Linked DNA regions of Mus musculus: region 2 is linked to region 1. Evidence: chromatin contacts called from public Hi-C data. All regions are on one chromosome and are shown on one strand. Each heading gives the region's core, a stretch centred on a gene start, on an enhancer-like site or on the middle of the called end of the contact. The rest is flanking DNA. Distances are from core to core; before and after follow the strand shown. Region 1 overlaps Dock10 (dedicator of cytokinesis 10). Region 2 overlaps Nyap2 (neuronal tyrosine-phophorylated phosphoinositide 3-kinase adaptor 2).

Region 1 (6,089 bases), core at 1,708-4,207:
AGGTGGATTTGCATCATGGGGAGCTTGTGGAGGGCATAGGACAGCTTGCAGGAGCTGGTTCTTGCCTTCTATCATGAGAACCCTGGAGATCCAATCGAAGACATCAGGTTTAATGACAAGTTCCTACGGAGCCATCTTGTCAGCCCATTCATTATTTAAAATACTGTTCTGTGAATATAACTTAACATTCTATTCTTTACTTCATGCTAGTTCTTACTGATGTCTAAATATTTTTTATAAACACACTGTTGAGTACTGTCTTTCCTTTGTGATTTTTTTACTTTAGCTAGCATTTCCTTTTAAGCCTTCCTGAAGAGTAAACTATTCTTACATATGAGAACACTAAGGATCTTGGTTATTTCAACCCACTAATTTTGCTACTAGCTTCATGTCATCACCAAAAGTGTTCACATGCCCTGGCATCAATTTTTATACATGTGTTTGTTTAAATTAATGGCTCCAAGAGCACCATGCTGCTATAAACCACCCTCCAACGATGTCTAGAGGAACAAGTGGGACATCTTATCAGATGCCTTCCTAAAATTCGCACAATCTTCCTCTCTTAGACCAAGGAAAAGTGAAACAAGATTATTGTGGCCGGATTTGGTCTCTTTGATCTCTGCTGGTCTCTGGTACCCTGTTTCCTTTCCCACGAGTTCTCAAGCCATCTTGCTATGGTACCCTCTACAACAAAGTAGACAGTAAGGCAACAGATCAAAGAATCTACTCTCTCATACCTTTGATAAATTCTGTGATGTACTGTGTATCCCTCAGTCTCTTGGCTATCAATATATCCTTAAAGTCCCTGTCTGTCATCTCTTTCACTGCACCAGGTCATCCTCTGGCTTTGACATTTTTATCCTCGAGACTGTGACTGTGCTGTTTGAATCACGTATCTTGTTTTACCTCCTCTTGAATTTCACCTTACAACAGAGATTGCTGACTTGAGGAGGTTCTGGGGACAATAAGACAACCTGTTCCTGATGGAGTGTAAAATTATAATTTGTACTCTTAGGGGTTTGTAACCCTTAACCTACTCCGCTGGAGGGTGTTGAAATTTTTGTCTCATGGTGCAATAGTTTGAAGGTTATTTTTTCCTAGCAGGAATGTGAGGTCTCAGCTTTCAGTTCCCTTCCAAATCTACTGTAATTTACTCTCCTTTCTAAAATTACTTTCATGAGATGCTTTGATTGATTTGAGACTCTTTTTATGTTTAACTTAATGTTCATCCTCCGTTGTATTATTGCCCAGCATGAGTAAAGACGATTATACTTATGATTAGAGGAATAAAACAGGCCCGTTGGGGGCCAAGTATAGAACAGTCTTATCCCTTAGTTGAGAAGCTAGGCCACACATGAATGAAATTGCTGATGTATAGACTCTAATGGCTCTTTTAATGCAAACAAAAATTGATTCTCAAGGCAGAAAGTTGCAGGATGAAGCTGCCCTGAAACTCTGCCTCAGCACACATTCAGCATTCTTGCTTCCCTGTTAGGTAAACAGATGCTTTGCAGACTGGGAAGCCAACCTGTGGCCTTGTCATTGGAACACAGGGGGAGTAAGGAAAACTATCAGTTAGAACATGACCCTATTTTCCACACATGAATGCTTAGCTGCGCAGCTCTGGGAAGTTACCTCAAACTCTCTGAGCCTCAGCTTTCTCAACTTTGAGAATGCATGAGTTTCCTTGAGCTGCTAGTGCAGATGACTACCACGTGACTTGTAATATCTGAAATTTGCCTTGTCACAAGCCAAAGTCTGAAAGCAAAGCAGTAAGTCTATTCTATCTCTGGGGCAGGTCTGTGATGCCTCTCCCAGTATGTAGTAGCAGCACCAGATATTTGGGGACTGGACTATATGACTCTAGGGTCTGCCTACATCTTTTAAAGGCTTTTTGTTGTTGTTGTGTGTTTTTTTTTCTTCTGTCTCTTCACTCTCTGTCTCTTGCTCTGTGTGATCCAGCATGTCCTTACTTTCAGACCTATGGCTTCTCTCTAAATACCTGTGTTTTTGAAAACAGGACCCATTCTGTGTTCTAGAGATTTGAAGGTGGCATGTCTTGAGGGATAGGGTACCATTCAGCCTACTATAGTAATAACAATGTATTTGTGTTGCAGATTAAATAAGGGAGTGGGAGGATATTGGGAGCTTGAGAACTGCTAGTCATCATTTCATGATTATTAAGTATCTCTTAATATTGCCATTATGACACGTACTTTTGAGAGAACAGGCTGCATTCAACAGGAAGCTCTACTGTGACTCACAGAGAAGCATCTCTGAGACTCCGTTTGGAATGTTTGAAACAAAAGAAAGATGATGCTCTTTCCCCCATAGTTTATAAATCCTTGATCTGACTTTGACAGGGATTTTGGCTATGATGTAATCATCATGGTCATGTGGTCCTCACCATTGTGTCATCGTCTTTGCCATTGTCGTTGTTGTCAGTTGTTATCTGTCCACTTGGTGCAGACCACACGGATCTGGTCATTCCAATTCTTCAGTGAGTACTGAGAATCTAGGACAATCTTAACTCCTCCAGTCCAGGAAGCTGTGAGAAGCAGGGTCTGTCACTCCTCTCCATCTGTGGATATAAATGACTGACTGGCTGAGTGTCTGAACATCCTCCTGAGATATCGTGTAGCCATTTTCAGTGTAACCAGTAGCCTCTGAAACAATGTGTTTCAATATTCTCATTTGTTCAGGAGAACTGAAAAATTAATGAAATCCCTGCCAGGAAAATATTAATGATATGTCTGTCAATAATGGACACTCAGAAGTAGGAGAAGCTTTTTGTCTTAAACTCAGTATGATGCTTGATGCTGCATGCTGTAGCTGCCTTTATCAGCAGTGCAGTTAGGGACTAAGACCTGGATAAATGAGAACATGGGTAAATGGTGTTAGGGATAGCATTACTTCCTTCTTACAAGACAGCTCTTGAAGCGTCCTCTCTGCGTGGACACCAGGGGGCGATGCTTATGTGGAAAATGCCAGCAGAGTTACCTTCTAAGGCTGTTTGCTTCTGAAGCTTGAGCCTCTCGTCTTTAAAGAACTTATTATCTTCATTTTTCTACCCCATAACAGTTATCCAACACACATGGCCAACAGCAGATAGCTTCTTAGACACCACATCTAAACCTCTTGACTGAACTGACTGGCCCTCTATAGCCATGGTGGTCCAAAAGTTCTCTATCCTTCTTAGAATTCAAATGTTGCAATCTTAACACCAAAGCAGTGAAACCAGAAAGATCGAGGGAATGAGAGTCCAGTTGTTAGAGGGCAGCATAGTCCTTATCAATGGACTCAAGCCTGAGGCAGCTGTTTCCAGCAAATGAGAACTTGGATGTTAACATGTGTAACCTAGAAGGCAGATCCCTCTTCTGACTCTAAATCTACCAGTGACTTGGTCCAGGACTTCTCTATCCATTCAAAATATAAACAATCAGTTTATATTGAGTATGACACCCTGTTTGTGGTAGCTATGACAATTGGAATAGAATGAAATATTATCTCTCCACAGTTCAGTGATTAAAACTCTGAAGATAACTCCAGTGCCCATAAAAGTCCTCATCTGCCTGTTGTTTACATGAGATAGCATTAAACCATTTTCAGTAGGCGAGCTCTCCAATTAGCACATTTTGAAGCAAATGAACACAGCTGCTAGTGGTTGGCTTTTCTCCTTAGTAATAGCTTGAATTATCTATGCCTTTCTCAGAGAGGAAGGCATAGAGGCACTAGCTGGCACATCTCAGCCCCTTTATCCAGCCCTGATAATGACATGGACATCCTTGAGACACTGTGAACATGTTAAAAATTCTCTTGGCCTTCTGACAAGTGTGGCACGATAGCTGTCCGTGAATCAAGAACAGGAAATGCTCAGGATGATACCGTCACTTCTTCCAGTTTTGAAGTGTTCTCCTTGAAGTTTTTCATGAAGGACTTTGATAATAATTATGATTCTCCAAGGATTGTTCTGAACAAAGCATTTATTTCTAGATGCTAAGAGAACTTTAACATTCATGAATCTTCCTTTGAGTTTTTAAATGCCAGCAAGAGATGATTAGAAAATGCATCAATGAAACTGAAGTCAGTTTTCTATGATGTGCAAAACTTGTGGGGGGGGGGTGAGGGGGAGAGAGAGAGAGAGAGAGAGAGAGAGAGAGAGAGAGAAATGGATGATTTCAATGTTGTTTTACAGCTGAAAAGACATAGCTCTTGTGGCTTCAAAAGGCTCATCATAAGTCTTCCTTAGAGACACTGTGTTTTTGAACAAAAGGTGTATAAAATTGAAAGTCACATTCTTTTTGCCTTGACAATCCTCTTTGTTTCTATCTCAAGGTCACTTGTGAGTCTAACACTAATTGCTTTAGTGCCATGTGACATCAGACAGGATGCAGTCTGAAGGATGATCCAAGGGATGCTGTGATACTGCACACAATAATGCTCTCAACCCATGCTGAGCTTGTCTGAGCATTTGCTACGCAGTGCAATACAGTTTAGTGTCCACTGTTGGGTTCCGTAAAGTTGCAATTCTCAGTTGGGAAGCTGTGAAAGGCTGCTTCTTGAAATTTAAAATTTTCTTTATCAAAATTTGTCAACAAATCATACAACACTCTAAAGAATCCATGAAAATTAATGAAGAAATATATATATGAATAGTATTACCTCAGGAAAGAATAATTTTACATATATATACATATATACTCATATATATGCTATACACACACACACACACACACATACATACATTGTTTTTACCAATGTATATGAGGGCAAGGGAAGCTATCTGTGTCCCAGTGCATATTACACTATTTTCAGGACCTAGAATAGCATCGAACAGCACAGTAAATACTAACTCAATGAGAAGAGAGAAAGAGAGACAACAGGGAAGGAAAGCTGATATGCTAATGTCACAAAGCAGAGTATCATTCACTGTAGTGGCCTTGTGAATGCCATCCTAGACAAGATCCTCACAGGAAGTTTAGTTCTATGAGAATTCAAGAACAATGCTTTGTAGGGGAAAATGCATCTAAGAACTCCCACTACCTTTTGTCTATATAAAATCATTTACTGGGGCTTCCAGCACACCTTTGGTGATGTTGACTGTTGGTAGTAGACACTTTGGGGTTAAAAATAAATGACAATGATGAAGGGAAATGTGGGATCTATAGATGAATTTTTTTGGATGCTTGCCAACAAGGGAAGGCCAAAGAGTGTCACAGACATTTCAAGGTTAAAGGAGATGTTATTTGTTTATTCAGTATGTGGAAGACAATTTATTGTGCTACTTATTAGAAAAAGCCAGCAGAGGGGAGGATGGAGATTGACAGAGTATGACCCTGGAAGACAAGAGTTCACAGAAATGGGGCTAAAGGAACAAGAACTTCCCTCTCATCAGAAAGGAGAATGTGGGGTGGATCTATGCAAATATTTTAAGAGAACATCAAGCATACAAATAACACCAGAATGTTGAGCCAAGAAATCCCAGATGCTTCTGAGACATCTTGGTGATATGCCTTTGCTACTCATTCATTTATTTTCATTCAGCTGTTAAGTGTTGACTCACACACCAGCAACAGAGGCAATTTTTTTAAAGAAGCATATGAAAACAAACCTTATAGTGTGTAAACTTCTAACTAGGAATGGGAAGGGGGTTGCCACTTGTCCAGTCCCCTTCATTTTGTTCCTGGAAAGTAATAGCTACAAGAAAGAGGTGATGTTAAGAAGGGAAATATTTGAAGCATGGGAGCCTCTGTACGGGTCCCTGGGAAATCTGACCGAGTAGAGGAATTTTGCAGCTTTAGAAACGGACACAAGAAAAAAAACCCACAGAGAAAAGGCAGCCAGAACCTTGGTTCTCTGCTTGACAGAGTGTGACCCTATCTCCATGAGCACATACCTACCTTCTGCTCTCTTTCCATTTGGTTTCTTTACTCTATTTCAGCCACTTGTTGTCCCTCTCAGAGTCAATCCTCAAATCTAGCATCCTCTGGCTGTGAGCCCTATTATGCAGAAGCCAAAGTCTCCTTGAGTTTCATTTTCGACTGTCTTTCACCTTATGGCGTTGAAATCTCTCACTGGACATTTTGGCT
Region 2 (6,089 bases), core at 1,793-4,292, 560 kb before region 1:
CTCCTGTCAGCAAGCACTTCCTGGCATCTGTAATAGTGTAGGTGTTTGATGTCTACATGTGGGATGGATCCCCAGGTGGGGCAGTCTCTGGATGGCTTTTCCTTGAGTCTCTATTCCAGTCTTTGTCTATGTATTTCCTTTAGACAGGAGCAATTGTGGGTTAAATTTTTGGAGATGGGTGGATGGCCCCATCCCTCAACCAGGGGAGCCATGCCTAACCTCTGGATATGGTTGTGACAGGTTCTCCCTCCCCTTTGTGAGTTATTTCAGCTAATGTCATCCCCGTGGGGTCCTGGGAGGCTCTTGCTTTCCTGGCATCTGGGACTTTCTGGTTTCTACCCCCGAGTTCCCCATCCCCCATTGCTATACACTTCTGTTCAATTTCCTGACCCTCTGTACATCTCCTCCATCTCCTCCCATACCTGATTCTGCCCCTTCTTTTTCCCCCTACCCCTCCTCTGTTTCTCCCAAGTTCCTCTCGCCCTCTACTTCCCTTGATTATATTGTTCCCCCTTCTAAGTAAGACTGAAGCATCCATTCTTTGGTGTTCCTTCCTCTTGAGCTTCATGTGGTTTGTGAGTTGTATCATGGGTATTCCACGCTCTTTGTTTAATATCCACTTATCAGGGAGTACATACCATGTGTGGTCTTTTGTGACTAAGTTACCTCACTCAGAATGATATTTTCTTGATCTATCTATTTGCCTGTGAATTTCATGAAGTCATTATTTTTAATAGCTGAGTAGTATTCCATTGTGTAAATGTATCACATTTTCTGTATCTATTCCTTTGTTGAGGGACATCTGGGTTCTTTCCAGCTTCTTGGTATTATAAATATGTCTGCTATGAATGTAGTGGAACATGTGTCCTTATTACATGTTGGAGCATCATCTGGGTATATGCCCAGGAGAGGTATTGCTGGATCTTTAGGTAGTACTATGCCCAATTTTCTGAGGAACTGCCAGACTGACTTTCAGAGTGGTTGTGCCAGCTTGCAATTCCACCAGCAATGTATCAAAACCCCCAAAGTAATGCTCAAACCCACTGTTACTTAAGCCCATCATAGCAGAGGTACCAAACTGTCCCATGATGCTTTGTTTTCTGCCCCACAGGCTTGTGTAAGTGACAAATATTTTCTTGAAAATTAATGCAGCGATTCCATTGGTTCAAAAAGGTATCTGGCATTGTCTATTGTCGCAATGATAGTAGTAAATTGCACATTCAGGCAAAAATTAATTCTGAATACATGGATCTATCACCATGAGCTCGAGAAAAAAACAGCATTTGGAGGCTTTTCTTGAGATCAGTGTCGGTATTAGTGGATGTAATATATTGATTTTATAATGGGATGCCTCAGTATATGGCAGAACTGCACTTAGGACCTTCTTAGAGAATTGATGCTTGCTATGTACATAGGTTATAAATCATGGTAAGTGGAAGTAGTGCTCTGCAGACCAAGAGAAAAAGATGGCATTTAATATGACAACATTATGGTGAGTTTATTGATATGAAAAACCATTGCAACTACCCTTCCAAATACTACTGTTTACTGACTTTGAGAAGGGTACTGAAGAGGAGTATACACAGTTAAGAAAAAGGCCACTTAAATATTCTTTCCTCATTAACTACCTATCTGTGGCTGGAGTTCCTTCAGATGTTTAACTCTAGCATGGTCACCACTGGTTTCTGATAAAAACTAATTGAGTATTTATGAAACAACTTATTTTTTAAAGATTTATTCATTTATTTTACGTATATGAGTACAGTGAGGGCATCAGATCTCTTACAGATGGTTGTGAGCCACAATGCAGTTGCTGGGATTTGAACTCAGGACCTTCGGGAGAGCAGTCAGTGCTCTTATCCGCTGAGCCATCTAGCCAGCCAGAGCCTTCAATAGCTCAGTTGGTAGAGCAGAGGACTGTAGCTAATACAATATGAAACAAATTATTTTAAACCATATTTCAAAGGAGGTGAATGTAAAATCTGTTTTATAGTTCATATTTATAAAATTGAAATTTCTCCATTCTTTAAAAGTCTCCAATCTTTCTTTAAAATGAAGTCTTCCCATTGAAGGAGGGAGAGGGTGAGACAGCAAGAGCTAGAGCACTCAGGGGAGAGGGGCAGGGAGGGAGGGAAGGAGGGAAAGTTGATTTGGAGTTTGTAGTTCCTCTCTGGTAACAGTAGATGGCAGTAAAAACAAGCTTCCTGCACTAGTCTCAAAAGCCTTAACACAAGTCAGACTGAGCCTTCTGCTATAGTAAGTAATGTCTTCTATGGATTTTCAAAGAAACAGCAAGAGTGTTCTTTGTGAGTGGTGTTGGTGTAGTGTACCCATGGGCCCTGTCCAAGGATAGCCAAGGGCTGCCAATAGGAGCATTATCATAAAGGGCATCCCCAGAGGGTTGGGGTGGAATCATGTGCCAGCACACTGCCTTCAAGGTTCTTGGGCAGCTCTGATATTTTACTGAGACAAATAAAAAAGAACTACCCTCTGAATCAGCTGATGAACTATCTATGGCTGGTTAATTCTCAAGAGACCCAACTAAGATTAGCTGGAAATACAGGGTTTTTTTGTTTTTTTTGTTTTTGTTTTTTTTCAAGAATGAAATTATGACCAAATTGCAATTTTTTCTGTAGTGTTCAAAGTATCACTGTATTATACAACATCACATTGTATGTGTGTGTGTGTGTGTGTGTTTTAAATTGGAAATCAAGTTTATGCAAAATATATGCATACAAAATAATATGTGTGATGAATTACTTTATCATTCACATTTATAAAACGGAATTACCTCCATTTGTTAATGTTTACTATCAGAGAGAGAAGGAGGGAAGGAGACAGGAAGGAAGACAGGAAGAGGAGGGAGGAAAAGAAGGGAAGGGAGAACAAAGAGGGGGAGAATGTGGTGAGTAGCTGGTTGATATTATAAAACAGATGAGGTAAGACTGGCTTCATGGGCAGGTACTCTCTCATAGGCAAGCACAGAGAGAAGTCAATATCACCCAGTTCTTGGACTTCAGACTGCTCTACTGCAGCTGTAATTAGCACCTTACTTCCCCCCAAAGTTGGAGTATGAATATAATAGCTTAAAGGAAATTACATAAAACTATTAGAAAACAAAGATGTGTGTCCCAGTTTATTAAATGCTGCTTTTACTGTCAGCCCCTGGAAAAGCAAGAATGAGCTCCTAGATGCCATAAGCCACCTTCTCATCACCCCAGGACCTGCGGTTTTTACAGATGTGTGCAGTTCCTACAGATGTGTGGGAAGAGTCAATACTCATCCAAGTATATATCGTTTTCTTGTTTTGTATTTCGGTAAACAACCAACACACATGCATGAGCAGGCTGCTCAAGCTTTCAAGAATTAACATGATATGGTAACACAACACAGTCAGCCACAAGCATCTTTCACTTAGTGACAGAAACAAAGATTGTGTGGACCAAAGAGCAAAGAAAACATTTCTCCTTTGGTTTTATAAGGCATGCCATTTGGGACAGCAGATTTATCTCCATAATTCTGTTGTTCTTGGTCTAGGAGGATGATAAATTATAGGCTCCTCTTGATTACATAAGTCCTGGGTTTAAAAATCTATAAATGGCTTCCTGACATTTTAAGGTAAGAGTCAAATCACAAACACAGGCTATGGGCTGCCTCTCTGACCTCCTTTTAGCCCCTGTACAATGTGATATATCCAATCGTAAGCCGTAGCCCTTCTCGGTCCTCTTGCTTAAATGTAATTCTTCCTAATTAGCCTTGAGAGCTCAGTCTTGGGGTCATCAGAATGTCAGACAACATGCTCCCAAGGAAGTACTGTGGTTAGACTTTATTTCTGCCATTAATAACTCCCCCCCCCTCAGCTTTCCACACATAATGTTGCACTGAATAAGTCATTAAACAAGCACTCCACTGAAATTCAAAAACCTGAAGTCTGTTCTTTGTTTTGAAAATAATACTTGCCAAAGAATCCTGAAAATTACACACTTTTATTTGAGCCTTAGCATTATTTTAAAAACTATTTAATAACTCCTGCCCATGCATGTGTAGATTCTTATGAAGTAGATATGACATGATATCAAATGTAATAAATCAACACACATGTGCACACACACACACAAACATTGTTTCAAGTATATCACACAAAAAATCTACAGAGGTAATCCGGTTTGGTCCTATAATGTGTGCTAAATATCATTTGTAAGGCTTTTAGTTAAAATTTTCTAATTATCTTGAATTTTATGTTCTTTAAAGTATTGTAACTATTTAAATATTTAAAATATTTGTTTAAACATATAAAACCTTATATACAAACAGAAAATGCCTTAGTTTCTATTGTTGTGATAAAATATTTTAACCAAAAGCAACTTGGGAAGAAAGGATTTCTTTCTCTCTTTTTTTAAATTAGATATTTTCTTTATTTACATTTCATATGTTATCCCCTTTCCTAGTTTTCTCTCTGAAAATCCCCTATCCCATCCCCCCCCTCCCCCTGCTCCCCAACTCACCCACTCCCATTCCTAGCCCTGGCATTCCCCTATACTGGGGCATAGAACCATCCCAGGACCAAGGGACTCTCCTCCGATTGATGACTGACTAGGACAAAAAGGATTTATTTCATTTATGGTTCTATAGCATAGTCTATCACTGAGGGAAGGCAGGATAGAAACACAAAGGGCAGGAACCTGGGTGCAGAAACTAAGGCAGAGACCATGAAGGAGTGCTTCTTAACTGGCTTGCTTTCTTATACATTCCAGAACTTCCTGCCAAGAGCTGGCACCTCCCACAATAGGTTAACTCTGAAACATCAATTATCAGTTAAGAAAATCACCACAGGCTTACTGACCCACAAGCCAATCTTGTGGGGTATTTTCTCAGCTGAGGTTCCTTTTTCCAAAATGACTCTAGTCAATGTCAGGTTGACATAAAACAAGGCAGCACAGAAAAATCATGACATTCTTTTGTGTGCACAAATTGAGTTTCATTTGTCTAATTCTTTCTATTACATATGTCATACATAGGCCAAAGCTTAGTGTTTTGTTTTTTTCACTCTGATAACAAAAACTCATTCAGTTTGTAGCTGCAGAAATGGCTCAGTAGTTAAGAGTACTTGATATTCTGTCTTCCAGAGGACTTGAATTTGGTACCCAGAATCTTAACTAGGCAGCTGGTAACCACCTGTAACTTTAAGGGATCTAAAGCACTTTAGCCTCTGCATAGACTTGCAAAAATGTGGTGTATGTGCATGCACACACACACACACACACACACACACACACTACACTTAAAATAAACTATAAGGAGACCATTCAGTTTATACAAGTTAAAAAATAATCATGAGCTATAACCTAAACATCCAAATGACTTGATTAATCAAGAATTTGGTCATCATTTAAAGAAACTTCTCCTTGGCTGTTAGAGCATGTTACCAGTAAGAATAATGTCCTCTTCCTTGCTTGAGCCTCTGGCCTAGTGCTGGAAATGCAATCTCTGTGCCCATCAAGGGAGAGACAAATACTGGAAAAAAGTTTATTGACTGCACAGTGTTAGCTGACTTCTCCCCTCTGTGGCTTCAGGGCATATTTGAACTTGAAAATCTCTCTTCTTTGGATGCTTTCCAAGGCTCAAAAGAAAGCCCCCCAGGATTGGCGGTCTATCACCTGAAGAGCTCACAACTATTGCTCTGTGTCTTTGCTTATTTGCCAGGCAGAACCAACAGAGATATGACCTGCATAGCTCCCCAAAGCCCAGACTTGATCTGTGGAAACACACTTGTGAAATGCTCTCCTCTAGTCATACTATGCTGTCGCCAGTCTTTTTTTTTTTCCATTTTTTATTAGGTATTTAGCTCATTTACATTTCCAATGCTATACCAAAAGTCCCCCATACCCACCCACCCCAACTCCCCTACCCACCCACTCCCCCTTTTTGGCCCTGGCGTTCCCCTGTACTGGGGCATATAAAGTTTGCGTGTCCAATGGGCCTCTCTTTCCAGTGATGGCTGACTAGGCCATCTTTTGATACATATGCAGCTAGAGTCAAGAGCTCCGGGGTACTGGTTAGTTCATAATGTTGTTCCACCTATAGGGTTG

The links. A called contact is a pair of places that touch in the nucleus more often than the background predicts.
Region 2: a contact with region 1 is called in a Hi-C map of the N1E-115 cell line, with 11 times the contacts expected there. The contact joins two enhancer-like sites. A contact is called at or near these places in 2 of 15 datasets of contacts at CTCF or cohesin (large pre-B cells and pro-B cells), 26 of 484 Hi-C or Micro-C datasets (B cells, CD4 T cells, the G1E-ER4 cell line and 19 more) and 2 of 115 datasets of contacts at active chromatin or transcription factors (embryonic fibroblasts and memory CD8 T cells).

What each region holds. Positions count from the first base shown.
Region 1 is chr1:80,719,724-80,725,812 of GRCm38.p6, reverse strand. The region is part of intron 1 of Dock10 (dedicator of cytokinesis 10); the gene reads left to right. Among named protein-coding and RNA genes, the nearest start is that of Dock10, 36 kb to the left of the region's middle. Within about 2 kb of position 2,957, at least 29 of the 459 cell types and tissues checked have an H3K27ac peak or open chromatin away from gene starts, as enhancers often do. A contact at or near this core is called in the N1E-115 cell line, where this site is marked.
Region 2 is chr1:81,283,469-81,289,557 of GRCm38.p6, reverse strand. All of the region lies in intron 5 of Nyap2 (neuronal tyrosine-phophorylated phosphoinositide 3-kinase adaptor 2), which reads right to left. Among named protein-coding and RNA genes, the nearest start is that of Nyap2, 210 kb to the right of the region's middle. Within about 2 kb of position 3,042, at least 10 of the 459 cell types and tissues checked have an H3K27ac peak or open chromatin away from gene starts, as enhancers often do. A contact at or near this core is called in the N1E-115 cell line, where this site is marked.